2 separate regions of the Zea mays genome follow, and region 2 is linked to region 1. A link is a contact called in public Hi-C data. All regions are on one chromosome and are shown on one strand. Each heading gives the region's core, a stretch centred on a gene start, on an enhancer-like site or on the middle of the called end of the contact. The rest is flanking DNA. Distances are from core to core; before and after follow the strand shown. Region 1 holds the start of LOC100382638. Region 2 holds the start of LOC542309 (G-box binding factor 1).

Region 1 (7,502 bases), core at 3,973-6,472:
AGGAGACGAAGCTCACGATGTACCCCGGCGGTGGGGACGGAGCGGCTTCGCCCACGGGAGGAATCCATTCCGGTCGCTGCTCATCGGTGAGAGGGCGAAGTAAACCCTCGCCAACCAGATCCTCCAGATCACTCGCCGTCACCGTGGAAAAAGGCCATAGATCGCGTGGCGAGATGATGGTCACCCGGTCAGCCATCACCGAGCGGAAGGGATGGCGGCGCAAGGGGCAGGAAGGGTGGTTTCCTCTTCTCTGGCTAAGTCTCTCGGGCTACGAAAACCTAAGAAGGAGGCAGGAAGCGGAGCAAAGAACCGTCACCAGACCCTCTCCCGGGTATATAAAGACCAAGGCGAGACCGGTTCAAACGTTCCGCCCGGACCGGACGCGGGATTCGAAAACGCAAAGCGAACAGCCGTTCCCCGGACGACTCGCGCACGCGCAACGGTCGCCCCGCCGACCACTCGCCCCGTCGCATTAACTCCGCGGCGGGACAGGCGGCGCCTCTGGCAGGAGAAGCGGGCGATGCTTCGCCTTCGCCATAATGACCGCGCCAGTAAAGGTACGCCGCGTCGTTCGATTTCGTATCCTTTTCCTTTTTTCCTCTTTCTCTCTCTCTTGCAACAGGGACCGGGAAAGGGGGATATCCCGAAAAGGGTCCTTCCCTGTGAAGGAACTAGGCTCCGAGCCTCCCTACTGATCAGAGGTTCGAAGGCTGGCCCCCGAAGGGTTCGACAGCCGCCTCAGATCGCGTGGGCCCTACACCCACTACTGGTCAGAGGTTCGAAGGCCGGCCCCCCGAAGGGTTCCACGGCCGCCTCAGGCTACTCGGGCTCCGTGCCCATTACTGATCAGGGGTTCGAAGGCTGGCCCCCGAAGGGTTCACAGCCGCCTCAGGCGCCGAGCGAGGGATGACCATGGGTACGTTCGATACATAACCAAGGCTCGGGCTGCGCTCCCGAGGTACCCTAGGACATTTCCGAGACCAGCGGGAGCGATCTTGTAACGGAATCCCATCAGAGGGAGGCATCGAGCCCTCGGACCCTGTCGCCAGGGGACCGGGTCCGACAGATCACCCGCAGGTACTTTTGGGCGCGCCTCTGGGCCCCTAGCCGACCCCTAACGAACGGGGCACGGACGTCCACTCGGATTACCCGCTTGCAGCTCACCGGAGACACCATGTTCGGCGCCCATCGAGGGCAACATGGCGCTTTCCCCCCTCCTCCTTGCGGAAAGGCGACGCAGGGGCGTATGTAAAAAAGCCGAGTCTGTCCCTGATCGCCCTCTCGCCCTGTGCCGAGGCTCGGGGGCTGCTCTCGCAAACCCGGCTCCGGCCGAACCGTTGACAGCGTCAACATATCTGCCCGAGAACTTGGGACCCGACCGTACACCCGGGCTACGGCCAGCTCGCATGAGGGAACAACCAGACCAGCCGAAGCATTACACGAGGCATTAAGACCTCGGAGGAGTGAAACCACTCCTCCGAGGCCTCGGGGGCTACACCCGGCGGGTGCGCTCACGCGCACCCACCGGAACAAAACGCAACCGAGAAAGACTGGTCCCCTTGCAAAAAAGTGCGACGAAAGCCTCCAAGCGAGTGCTAACACTCCCTTCGAGGCTCGGGGGCTACTGTCGGGGACCATAATTAGGGGTACCCTCAAGACTCCTAATTCTCAGCTGGTAACCCCCATCAGCATAAAGCTGCAAAGGCCTGATGGGTGCGACTAAGTCAGGGATCAATCCATTCGAGCGACTCGATCACGCCTCGCTCGAGCCTAGCCTCGGACAAGGGCAGCCGACCCCAGAGGATTTCCGTCTCGCCCGAGGCCCCCCTCCAACGGCGAACATATTTCCGGCTCGCCCGAGGCCCTGCCTTCGCTAAGAAGCAACCCTGACTAAATCGCCGCACCGACCGACCAAGTCGCAGGAGCATTTAATGCAAAGGTGGCCTGACACCTTTATCCTGACGCGCGCCCCCCGGCAGAGCCGAAGTGGCCGCCGTCACTTCGCCGCTCCACTGACCGGCCTAACAGAAGGACAGTGCCGCCTGCGCCACTCCGACTGCGGTGCCATTTGACAGAGTGAGGCTGACAGGCAGTCAGGCCCCGCCGAAGGCACCATAGGAAGCTCCGCTTCGCCCGACCCAGGGCTCGAACTCGGGCTCAGCCCCGGAAGACGGCGAACTCCGCTCCGCCCGACCCAGGGCTCGGACTCGGGCTAAGTCCCGGAAGACGGCGAACTCCGCTCCGCCCGACCCAGGGCTCGGACTCGGGCTAAGTCCCGGAAGACGGCGAACTCCGCTCCGCCCGACCCAGGGCTCGGACTCGGGCTAAGTCCCGGAAGACGGCGAACTCCGCTCCGCACGACCCAGGGCTCGGACTCGGGCTAAGTCCCGGAAGACGGCGAACTCCGCTCCGCCCGACCCAGGGCTCGGACTCGGGCTAAGTCCTAGAAGACGACGAACTCCGCTTCGCCCGACCCCAGGGCTCGGACTCCGCCCTGGCCTCAGCCGACGACCTCTGCCTCGCCCGACCCAGGGGCTCGGACTCGGCCTCGGCCACGGAAGACAGACTCGACCTCGGCTTCGGAGGAGCCTCCGCATCGCCCAACCTAGGGCGCAGGCCAGCCACGTCAACAGGAGGCGCCATCATCACCCTACCCCGAGCTGACTCGGGCCGCAGGGAACCAGACCGGCGTCCCATCTGGCTAGCTCCGCCAGATAGGCAATGATGGCGCGCCGCATGCTCTGTGACGACGACGGCTCTCAGCCCCCTTATGGAAGCAAGAGGACGTCAGCAAGGACCCAACCGCTCCGACAGTTGTCCCTCCGCCAGGCTCCATCGCTCCTCCGACGGCCACGACATCACGCCAGCTGGGTGCCAAAATCTCTCCGGCTGCCACGACGGCATGTACTTAGGGCGCTAGCTCTCCCCCGCTAGACACGTAGCACTCTGCTACACCCCCCATTGTACACCTAGATCCTCTCCTTACGCCTATAAAAGGAAGGACCAGAGCCCTCTTAGAGGGGGTTGGCCGCGCGGGGACGAGGACGAGACAGGCGCTCGCTTGGGGCCGCTCGCTCCCTCTCCCGCGTGGACGCTTGTAACCCCCTACTGCAAGCGCACCCGACCTGGGCGCGGGACGAACACGAAGGCCGTGGGATTCCCACCTCTCTCACGCCGGTCTCCGGCCGCCTCGCTCTCCCCCTTCGCGCTCGCCCTCGCGCTCGACCCATCTGGGCTGGGACACGTGGCGACACTCACTCGTCGGCCCAGGGACCCCCCGGTCTCGAAACGCCGACATATATATATATATATATATATATATATATATATATATATATATATATATATATATATATATATTAAAGATTGTCAGGTAAAATATTTTGGGATCCTTATATGTCACAAAAAATGTAAGACTATGATCAACAGATTATATATGTATATATAAATATATATATATTTATATATATATATATATATACACACACACACGTATAAAACACTATTTTTGCACGGTGAATTGTACATATTATTTATAAAGTTGAGTTTGAAATGGAAGATAAAATCTCTAGAGCTAATAATTACCTACTAAAAATAACTTTACAACCTTAAAGATTCTAAACAAAACCAGCTAATTACTAGTTAAATCATAGCTAATAGTTAGTTTATTAGCTAGCTCTATGGGTTTAAACAGGGCCTAAGGCTCTTGCACGTGGGAACAACTACAATAGTTCTCTAGAAAAAGCTTCATAAATTTATATTTAGCTAGTTGTTAAATAGTTATTGGAGCTAAAAAAATATTTTGGTTCTAACAGTTCCTCATATTTAAATAATAGTTTGATTTTAAATTTAGTTTTGATAGCCCTGCTCCCATATAATCTGTCTCACGATAAGATCGAGGATAGTGGACATCAAGGACAGAGGTGAAGGTCGATCGACGTGACCTGTTGGGAAGAGATAGTCTAGCGATGTGACATGTGGGTGAGTGATGGTCCGACAGTGCAGGAGAAGGTTATGTCATACATATCGGACATGACTGCCTAACTGCACAAGAAATGAAAAAATGTCAGATATGACTACCTCGCAGTATGGAAAAGAGAGAAAAAAATAAACATCGTAGGTGTGAATGAATCAACGACAACTGTGTTTTAGGAGTTACTATCAAGTTATCAAATTTGGACAGTAAATGTCGTTAGATGGTAAGTAACTAAATTTAGCCATCAAACAAGCACTTAAAAAACTATTGGAGAAGTGTTTTTTTACTTTTTAAATTTAAGATTTAAATAGTTGGCTGCATGTATGTATTATTCATATAGAGAACAAGAGAGGAAACATATATGGTGCACGTGGTGTATATATTAAATTATCACCACTCATTTTAGATCTAACGTCTCTAATTGTTTGGTATATTTTGCTAAGAACACCCTCCAACGTGGTGGTGTGTAGTGGTGGAAGGTGTTATTTGTAAATTGAATGATCAATTAGAGACATTAGATCTAAAATGAGTGATGATGATTTAATATATGCACCATGTGCACCAAACTTTCATGTGCCCGAGATATGTCCTCAACAAGAGAACCTCACTCTTACCTGAGCAAGAAATACGGGATTTCTACAGGGTGCTTCTGCAAAATCTTTAGAAGAAACGATTATTTATCCCCTCTCCTTCTCCGGTCTCCGCAAGAACCCGTGTGCCCCGCTCCGTCCTACGCCACCGCCGCCGGATTCGCTCCCACCTCCGGCGGTCACGCCCGTTACCAACACCCCCACCTCGCGTCGTCCGCCAGCTCCTCTCTGCCGCGGCGCAACCATCTCCATCTCCCACGATTACAGCGACCACAAGACCAGCGACGCCTCCACCAACGAGAAGGATCCATTCAATTCATCCAGTCCACGCACACCCCCGTCTTTGACTCGCACTCCGCTTCCAGATCTAGGCGGGCCGAGGAACGATGAACGGAGGCGCCGCCCCACCATCAGCTGCGGCCGCGGCGACGCCGCCTCACCGGCGGCTGCCGGACTTTCTCCAGAGCGTGAACCTCAAGTACGTCAAGCTGGGGTACCACTACCTCATCACCCACCTGTTGACACTGATGCTGCTCCCGCTGATGGCCGTGATCCTCCTGGAGGCCGGGCGCACCGACCCCGAGGACCTGCGGCAGCTGTGGCTCCACCTCCAGTACAACCTCGTGTCCGTGCTGGTCCTCTCCGCCGTGCTCGTGTTCGGCGCCACCGTCTACGTGCTCACCCGCCCCCGCCCCGTGTACCTCGTGGACTTCGCCTGCTACAAGCCGCCCGCGCACCTCCAGGTCCGGTTCGAGGAATTCATGCGCCACTCCAAGCTCTGCGGCTTCTCCGACGACGCGCTGGAGTTTCAGCGCAAGATCCTGGAGCGGTCCGGGCTCAGCGAGGAGACGTACGTCCCCGAGGCCATGCACGCGCTCCCGCCCCAGCCCACGATGGCCAACGCCCGCGCCGAGGCCGAGACCGTCATGTTCGGCGCGCTCGACAGCCTGTTCAGGTCCACGGGCGTCAGGCCCAAGGACGTGGGCGTGCTCGTGGTGAACTGCAGCCTCTTCAACCCGACGCCGTCGCTGTCGGCCATGATCGTGAACAAGTACAAGCTCCGCGGGAACGTCCGCAGCTTCAACCTGGGCGGGATGGGCTGCAGCGCCGGCGTCATCGCCGTGGACCTGGCCCGCGACATGCTGCAGGTGCACCGCGGCACCTACGCCGTGGTGGTGAGCACGGAGAACATCACCCAGAACTGGTACTTCGGGAACCGCAAGTCGATGCTGATCCCCAACTGCCTGTTCCGCGTGGGCGGCGCGGCGGTGCTGCTGTCGAACCGCGGCGGCGACCGGCGGCGCGCCAAGTACGTCCTGAGGCACGTGGTGCGCACGCACAAGGGCGCGGACGACAGGGCCTTCAACTGCGTGTACCAGGAGCAGGACGGCGAGGGCAAGACCGGCGTGTCGCTGTCCAAGGACCTGATGGCCATCGCGGGCGGCGCGCTGAAGACCAACATCACGACGCTGGGCCCGCTGGTGCTGCCCGTGAGCGAGCAGCTGCTCTTCTTCGCGACGCTGGTGGCCAAGAAGCTGCTGGTGAGCGCCAAGACGAAGCCCTACATCCCGGACTTCAAGCTGGCGTTCGAGCACTTCTGCATCCACGCGGGCGGGCGCGCCGTGATCGACGAGCTGGAGAAGAACCTGCAGCTGAGCCCCGCGCACGTGGAGGCGTCCCGGATGACGCTCCACCGGTTCGGCAACACCTCCAGCAGCTCCATCTGGTACGAGCTCGCCTACATGGAGGCCAAGGGCCGCGTCCGCCGCGGCCACCGCGTCTGGCAGATCGCCTTCGGCAGCGGGTTCAAGTGCAACAGCGCCGTGTGGCACGCCCTGCGCAACGTCAAGCCGTCGCCCGACAGCCCCTGGGAGGACTGCATTGACCGCTACCCGGTGGAGCTCGTCGACGGCTTCCCCGCACACCAATAGTACTAGTATCCGTTCTCTTCTCAATCCCACCCACCCACCCACCCCGGCTCCCCTCCCCTCCACACATCCATCGACAAAGAGATCTTAGCCTCAAATCCCCTAATCTGGCTGGCTGGCTGGCATGGCAAGGAGGGTGCTTTCCCTGGACAAGTGTTCGGCGGCAGCATCGGGTCTTTGGTGTGTACTTGATGGATCATCCCCCAGCTTGTGTCCAAGCGAGGGCGAGCATGGTCCCCCTCCCCCAGCTTGTGTGGCTGCACCTGCACCTGAACCTGCGGTAAGCTTGAGTACGTACTGCTGATGATTGTTGTATGTGCATCTGTCTGTTCAGCCATCGCTGCCAGCCAGTGTCATTTACCGATATTAGCTAGCTAGTGGTCCAGTATCCAGATCACAGAGGAAAGTGCCGTTCCTTCCGTTTCTACCAAAGAAGGTCATGTTGGTGACGAGGAAATCCTGAGTGTCTTGAGTGTGCCCATGGACCATGGACACTCTGTTTGCCGTGTTCGATTGGAAATCTCGCTCTTGCTTGTTTAACTGTACATGGATCACTGGTCTGCCATTGATGAGGCGATGTATGATTTATATCCGTTGTTTTCCCTTCATCAGATTATACTCTTGTTAAATTCGTAAGATCTTGTTCACAAAAGCTGTTTCACTTCTCCATATCAGTTTTGGACCTCGTTGTCGTTGTTCCTTTCGTTGGCACACTAGTTTTTGAGTTTTGACGCTTAGGCTATAGGCTCTTTAGAGCATCTCCAAGAGATTAGTCAAATGGCTCAGCAAGCCAAATTTTGGCTACTCAATAGCAAAATAACTCTACAACAACAGACTAGTCATCCAAGTTGTCAAGCTATCCAGCTCTTCAAATTGGCTCCCTCTCTAGCCAAATTTGGCTAGCCGCTGACTAGCCAAACTAAATACAGAGTCTGTTGGAGTGAGATGCTACATATAGAATGTAATCTTTATGAAGATGTAAATAGAGTGTCATATAGAGCGTCGAAA
Region 2 (7,516 bases), core at 192-2,691, 160 kb before region 1:
CTACCTGCATGGTTGACCAATCAGGATATGGAGAAGGAGTTGGGTAATCCTGCAAATAGAAATAATTGATGAGACACTAAAAAATTAACTAGTCAGAAATAAATTATGTTATCATTCCTTGTAAGATCTCAAAAACAGCAATAAGAATGAGCATGACCAGGCAAGATTCACTATGCATGTCATATTGACAGATTAAGAACACATGTGACATGTAGGTCTGAAGGGAAGTGGTTCAGTTATGTCCTTGCTTCAGTTTTAAGAGAAGTTCTAATTGTATGCATGAGTTGGCTTCGAAATTGTGAGTAAGCACTATTTAATCATATTTTCGAAACAATACTACTACTAAATATCAGAAATTATTACCTTAGAAGGAGATGTTGTATTTCCAGTCTTTTGGGTAGCCACAGCTTCATCCTGAGCCATGACAGTATCTGCTAGTCTGTCATGTAAAAGTTCAGATTATCACAACATACAATTTACTCATTTTTTCAATAGTATAGTAAAATAACATAGAAATATACAATTCAGCCAGCCAAAATAATACTAAATGAACTTAAAAATAAATACCTTTTTCACTCGTACAAACCTTTGACCTATGCAGCGAAATCTTATATTCCAGTTGAACACTGCAGACCAGATTGGTCCTGTGCTATCTGAAATGAGATCTGAACTGAAGCCTTTTCTACGGCCCACCTAGCTCTCTTCACGCAAAGGGTGACAGAGACAGCAAAAAACTTAAAGAAAAAAATGGTTTAAAATCTTGACGCAGAACTATCTAAAACGGTAATAATTTGCTAATCGCTCTCCATAAGTTACACCCAAAGAGTTACAGGGCGAAAGAAACCACTTCACCAGTTAATAAGCTAAGGATGCATGCAAAGCTTCAGACGAAGCTTGCATCACCAGCTTCGATGAGATGCAGACGAGTGATTCAACGACTGTAGGTGGGAATGGAATACACATAATGGGTCTGACCAGTATAGAGCTTGCGCCGCTGCTGACGCGACGATGCTGCACTCGAAAGATCAATAGAAAATAATACCTCCTACTGGGACATAACTGTGTCGCTGTTTTAAACATGTGCAGCTGGGATTCAGTGCATCATGCACCAACTCTCGGGGTCTCCGTGATGAATATGTGCATAACTCGAATTTAGCCATCGTAATAATAATCATCGCCCACGAACTACTCTAATATAAACGACGAGGCTAAGCCAAATAACTGGATGCAACTGGATGCTGCATGAATCCGCGCAGAGAGGCGGGAGAAATCAACGCATTGCCCGCAGAATTGAAACTGGGAGCCATCTCAATTCTCACCTCGTCAAATCAGGTGGTGGTTCCGCTCGGGAGCGAGGCGCCACGGATCAGTCGGAGCCGCGAGGCCAGATTGATCCAATCAGGAAGGAGAGAGAGACCGCGAGGGGGCAGGTGGGTACGACAGGGAGAGAGGCGGCGAGGCAGGGGAGAACGGGAGCGAGTGGGGGAGGACAGAGGAGGAATGGGACGAGGGGAGGGGAGAGGGAGAGGCGCGCCAAAGGCTTGAGCCACGTCACGAGACACGTGTCGGTGATAAGGACTGGGCCACTGGGTCGTGTCGGCCTGGAATACCTGCTACACGCACCTTGGATTGCGTCCCACGTACTTGCTCGGGCCCACTTGGTTTTTTTAGAGTTAAGACCTTGGCACCCAACAGTTCCCCCGTCGCTAGCATGGTCATTGGTCCTCTAGCTAGTTGTGATTCGTCCACAATTAATGGCCTTAAAAAGCCAAAACTCTAGACCTTTATATAATCTTTAAATTCGATAGAGCGATACATTACAGTACGCGAAACTTTCATCGAAACGGAGTGAAAGACCGTAATTTGTGTACGTTTCCATTGTGCACTTTGGAATATGGTTGGAACCCTGGAGATGGGCAGATGGCAATGGCATGGCCAATGCTGCAAGTGAAGTGGGGAGGCAGGAGGGTGAGTGGCTGACGGACGGTGAGCTGGGCGACGGATGCGGGAGCCGGGAGGGGCCCATTTGTTTATTCCTCGTCACACCACCGCCGGTGTACCACACGGTAACGTGTCGACCGCCTCGCCGGTGTACGCGTCGCCGCCCGGCGTGCGGCGTGCCTCGGTGGCCAGCTTTGCATCCCAGTCATGTGGGTGACGTGGTGGCCGCATCCCGGATGGGCCCCCCCGCGGCCGGAATAAAATACTTTCCCGAGACCAGGAACGCAACGCAAATATTCCGAGGCGACGAAAGAGGATCATTTTCTTCACGCGCACGAGGACTTTGCCTTTCTCCGGTCGACGGGACCCATGCGCGCACGGGCCCACAGGTCAGCCTTTGCTGCGAGAGAAGGGCAAACGTGAGCGTCAACGCGCCACGTCGAAGCCCATGTGCGCCTGCGTATGAGTCAGGAGGCGATTGAACCACGTAGCCCGCACCCCGCAGTACTATAGCCGTGGGGGCCCACGGGAGCAACGAGACGTCACTGACTAGGTGACAGCTCAGGGACCTAGCTAGCTTATCCTGACTTGGGAGGTGGATGGGTGATCCCACGTGGGTTTGTTGCATTGGGCCAACCAGCTTTTGCTTCTCAAAAAAAAAGTCTAACAAAAAAGAGTTATTTTCAAAGTTTGTTTTTTTTTCAAAATCATCTATTTATATTTTTTTGAACCAAATAACATAGATCGTAACTCTGACTTTCTAAGTTGCGCTCAAACATATTAGGACACATTAATGCCTGGTGGCCCATATATGGTACCCACCGAAATGTATTAGGACACACTCATGTCTGATTGCCCATATATGGTACCCATCGAACACGTTTGATGCTACCGCAACACCAACATCTCACTTGTTCAATCGCTTTTTAAGTTGGATTTTGTTTTAAACTTTGCATGGACCCTCTTGGATTTATCCATCACTAGTTTTCAGAATTGTGCACCACTACACCTAACTAAGGTTTGCCTATGTTAAGCTATTTGTTTCATGTCATCCTTTATAGTACAACTACAGAAAAATAAAGTCTTATCACACTACTCTAAGGTATCGTTTGGTTCACAACTGTAACGTAAATGACAGCGGTAATGATTCACACTCGTGTGACAACATTAATAAGTTTGAATAGGCTGGTATTAGTTTTCAATGTGGTATCTAATTACAATTAGACCTAAACAAACATTAATAAGCTTGACTAAAGCTCGCTAATATCATTGAGCTACATAGCACGGACAGGAGAGACCAGTCGGAGGTAGTCGCTATTGGACCGGTAAGAATGTACTCTACCAATTCTTCGTATTATATAGAAAAGGCCAACTTCAGACATCTCATCACCCATGAATTTCGTTTTGTCCAAAGTATTCAAAAAATAGATAGATTGCACTTTTGCTATTTGCTAGGGTCAACCGTATATTGACGATCCTTGCACTTGTTTATGAGTCAAAGGAGCCTTGGATCTCTGTCCTATCTTTAACTATGTTTTTTACCAAATAAACTTAAATCAACATGTCTTTTTATAGCGGTAAAAGGAGATAACTTTGGGACTTGTTGATCTATAGCTTTCCAGTCTTCATACCCTGGACTGTCCACCTCAATCTCTTTTCCATCATTGCCCTTCTAGGACATTTTGGCTGGTGACACCTTAGTGTCATCGATCAGGAAGTTGAGCAACTTTGCGTTGTAGATAGCATCCCTAACCTGCATGTGTCATATATAGTGCATGGTTGGACTTCATCAGCTCCACAAAAATGGGTAGGCCAAGGAGATGGTTTGTGGAGGTAGATGACGATGGACTCGTCATGATTTCAATTACCATATAAAAGAATAAAGGTGTTTGGAAGAATCATTGATAGTCCAAACTCAGGTCTACGTACGATGCATGTTGATCTATTGGATAAAGAATAACTCCTCATGGTGGCGTACATAATTAGGAACCGATTTTGAGTCTTAGATAAGTACAATATGGATTTGAACTATATTCTAGTCTATATGAGGATCAAAACATCTACATAATTACAACTCCTTTTCCTATACAATACTCGATGATAGGTTGTCATCAATCACCAAAAATAGAAATTGAAAACATCTATGCTCTAGTTTGGTTTTGGTAATTAATGATAATATAAAATTATTGTAGCCAAAGAATGTTTTGTAGAAACAAGGTTGGTTAGGTCATAATAATTGAAGATGACTGGGATTACGTGGTATTCATGCCTTAACGATGAAAATGAATGGTCATTTTTTAAAGGATGATCGAGAATGTTAAGGACTACCTAGTTCTAAGTGTCCATAGAGTTGGTAGACACTTAGGCGTCGTTTGGTTCACAATATTGTAATGTGATGGTTGCTACAGTTGTTCGGACTGTTGCAACTGCAATCATAGTGGAAAAATATTGTGGAAGTTGCAACCACAACTGAATTAAAGCCGCATCAAGATGCAGCCAACCTCGACTAAGCCCCTTCGCCATGTGTTCAGGTTAAGGTCCTCCGAGTATGGCGTTCTCGATGTCTTCTCTGCTTAGGGCGTAGCTAAGCCTCCTCTCCATATCCTTGTCAAGATTTCCAGGGACACAGCCGGATTAAAGCCGCATCAAGACGCAGTCGTCTTATAAATGTTGAGATCCATAGATCTATCATAGCAAATACTCGGAGCTGAACAATGGGGATGGCGAAAAAGAAAAGAAGATGGCGAAAAGCACCCTGGGCTGAGACGTCTTCTTCTCCGGGTGCCCCTGCTCCTGTTGCGCATGGTCCTGTTGGCGTGCGTAGTGGTCTCGGTGGGCTTCCGCCTTCTGTTGCCTGTGCGGCCCAAGTCTGCCGCTCGCCTCCTCTTTTGGTCCCTTCGGTTTCCTGGCCTGGTCGGTGTCGGGGCATTTCGTCGTCCGCTCGAACCCTAACCCCGTCTGCGCGGACTATCTCCCACGCCATTTCCTCGACTGCTTCGCCTCCTCAATCCAGGTTAGGGTTTGCTCCTGATTTTGTGGGTTCGGATTCTTTTCCCCACTGCGCCGCTTTCCTCTCGCGTCTTTGGTCGCTCCCTGTTTACTCTAGATCTGACTTTCATGGTGGATGGTGCGTAACCCCCTTTCGCCCCCCGGTGTCTGAAGAAGAGTGGCCTCGGTTGGGGTCAGGTTTTACTCGCGACGTCAAGCATCTTGGCGTGATGGATCCGAAGAACAAGAACATCCCTAATCCTTCTTGGGATCGATGGGGTCAGAAAGATTCGGGCCAAGGATCCCAATCTTGGACTCGGAATCGCAATCTTAGCTGGAGATTGAAACCGCAGATGGGGAAAGCTGATTCTCAAGAGGGATTGATGTCTTCGTCTTCGGGTGATGGCACTCAATCTGGTAACCCCATCTTGTCCCCTTCTTCTTTGAAGAAAGAAAGTGATTTCGCTCGCCCTGCGTTTTGTCAAAAATGTGGAATGGATGGTCATCATGCTAGAAATTGTTTCAATACTTTGTGGTGTGATATCTGCCGTAAGGATACTCATGTTACTGCTAGATGTGTTTTACCTAAACAAAGCAAACCTAATATGCCCATAGTTGGTATGGCAGCTGACGGTCTGGGTTTTTACCTCTCTCACTTCGCTAAACCTATTTCCAAAAAACCAAAAAGGGTTTTCATTGGATTGGTTAAAGTGATTGAAGGTCTGGTGTCTGCGGAGGATTTGGTGAAGGACTTTGGGTTCCACTTTCCTTGGGGGAAAAATTGGAAGGCTGAAAGTCGCCTAGAGGGGGGTGGATAGGCGAAACCTGAAAATTAAAACTTTATCCCCCAACTAGATCCTTTGATTAGTGGTTAGAACAAGATGAACAATTATCGGAGTATAAAAACTTAGTTCTTGCTAGTAAAGAGTATAGCTTTCAAATAATGCGGAAGTGATAAATCAATACAACTTGTAATTCTATGATAACAAAGCAAGAAAGCTTAGATGAAAAAGAGCACTAACTCAAGTTCTTTTCTTGCGGAGTGTTGCTTTACTTAAATGAGATTTTAACTTGAAGCAATACCAAATGATATGAGCAAAGAATAGTGCAAGAGAACTTTGAGTAAGGGAAAGCAAACAAATCACAACCAAAAGCACAATGAACACGGGTGATTTGTTTTACCGAGGTTCGGCCCTCGAAGGCCTAGTCCCCGTTGAGGAGTCCACTTAAGGACGGGTCTTTTTCAACCCTTTCCCTCTCTCCCGATCACACAAGGATCGGCGAGCTCTTCTTCTTCTCAAGGATCACTCTCGATCCCACAAGGACCACCACAATCTTTGGTGTCTCTTGCTAGCTTTTACAAGCCTCCAACACTTTGGATGAAGTTCGAATGGGAGTCAAAAACTCCACGCGCAAATGAACACAAAGATGTAGCACACACTATCTCTCAATGAATCTCACAAGGCGCTAGGGCTAAACTCAATTGAGTAGCACTCAATTGCTTGCTCTCTCTTTTGTGGCACTTGTGTTGGTTGTAGTGGACTAAATCTTGTGTATAGGATGGATCAATGAATATAGGTGGTTGGGAGGGCTTGAGTATGTCAACTAGATGACTTGGAATGTTGCTTGGACTCCCACACCCCCAAAGTGGCCGGTTGGGGTGGTATTTATAGCCACCATCCAAAAACTAGCCGTTGATGAAGTCTGCTGGCGATGGGCGCACCGGACAGTCCGGTGCACACCGGACATGTCCGGTGCACCAGCCACGTCATCCTAGCCGTTGAGATTGGAGCTGGTCGACCGTTGGAGGCTTTGTCCTCATGTGGCACCGGACAGTCCGGTGCACACCGGACAGTCCGGTGCCTCTCTGATCCTCTGCTCTGACTTCTGCCGCGTGTACTGTTCTGCACTGTTTACTGTCAGAGTCGACCGTTGGCGCGAAGATGACCGTTGCTCCGCTGGCACACCGGACAGTCCGGTGCACACCGGACAGTCCGGTGAATTTTAGCGGAGCGGCTGCCGCGCGAACCCGAGGCTGGCGAGTTCTGGAGACCGCGCTTCCTTGGAGCACCGGACATGTCCGGTGCACACCGGACAGTCCGGTGAATTATAGTGCGCCGGCTTCCGAGAATTCCCGAGGGCGAAGAGTTTGAGTCTGAGTCCCCTGGTGCACCGGACAGGTACTGTTCACTGTCCGGTGGCACACCGGACAGTCCGGTGCGCCAGACCAGGGGTGTCCTCGGTTGCCCCTTTGCTCCTTTATTGAATCCAAAACATGGTCTTTTTATTGGCTTTATGTTGAATCTTTGGCACCTGTAGAACATATAATCTAGAGCAAACTAATTAGTCCAATTGTTTGTGTTGGACATTCAATCACCAAAATCATTTAGGAAAAGGTTTAAAGCCTATTTCCCTTTCAATCTCCCCCTTTTTGGTGATTGAAGCCAACACAAACCAAAGCAAAAATATAAGAGCATAATTGTACTAGTTTGCCTACGGTAAGTGCAAAGATTGCTTGGAATTTAAACCAATATTGATTTCATAAGATATGCATGAATGGTTCTTTCTTATTTAGTATTTTGGACCA

What was found. Hi-C and Micro-C count contacts between places; a contact is called where the count stands out from the background.
Region 2: a Hi-C map of tassel shows a contact between it and region 1, with 1.9 times the contacts expected there. The contact joins the promoter of LOC542309 here to the promoter of LOC100382638 in region 1. A contact is called at or near these places in 2 of 25 Hi-C or Micro-C datasets (bundle sheath and tassel).

The regions. Positions count from the first base shown.
Region 1 is chr6:176,648,271-176,655,772 of Zm-B73-REFERENCE-NAM-5.0, reverse strand. It overlaps LOC100382638, which reads left to right and starts at 5,222. Exons shown (of 1, transcript NM_001175362.1): 1 at 5,222-7,104. The coding sequence starts at 5,328. The coding sequence ends at 6,497.
Region 2 is chr6:176,802,738-176,810,253 of Zm-B73-REFERENCE-NAM-5.0, reverse strand. LOC542309 (G-box binding factor 1) reads right to left here and starts at 1,441. Exons shown (of 12, transcript NM_001136956.1): 1 at 1,320-1,441; 2 at 364-439; 3 at 5-49. The coding sequence starts at 423.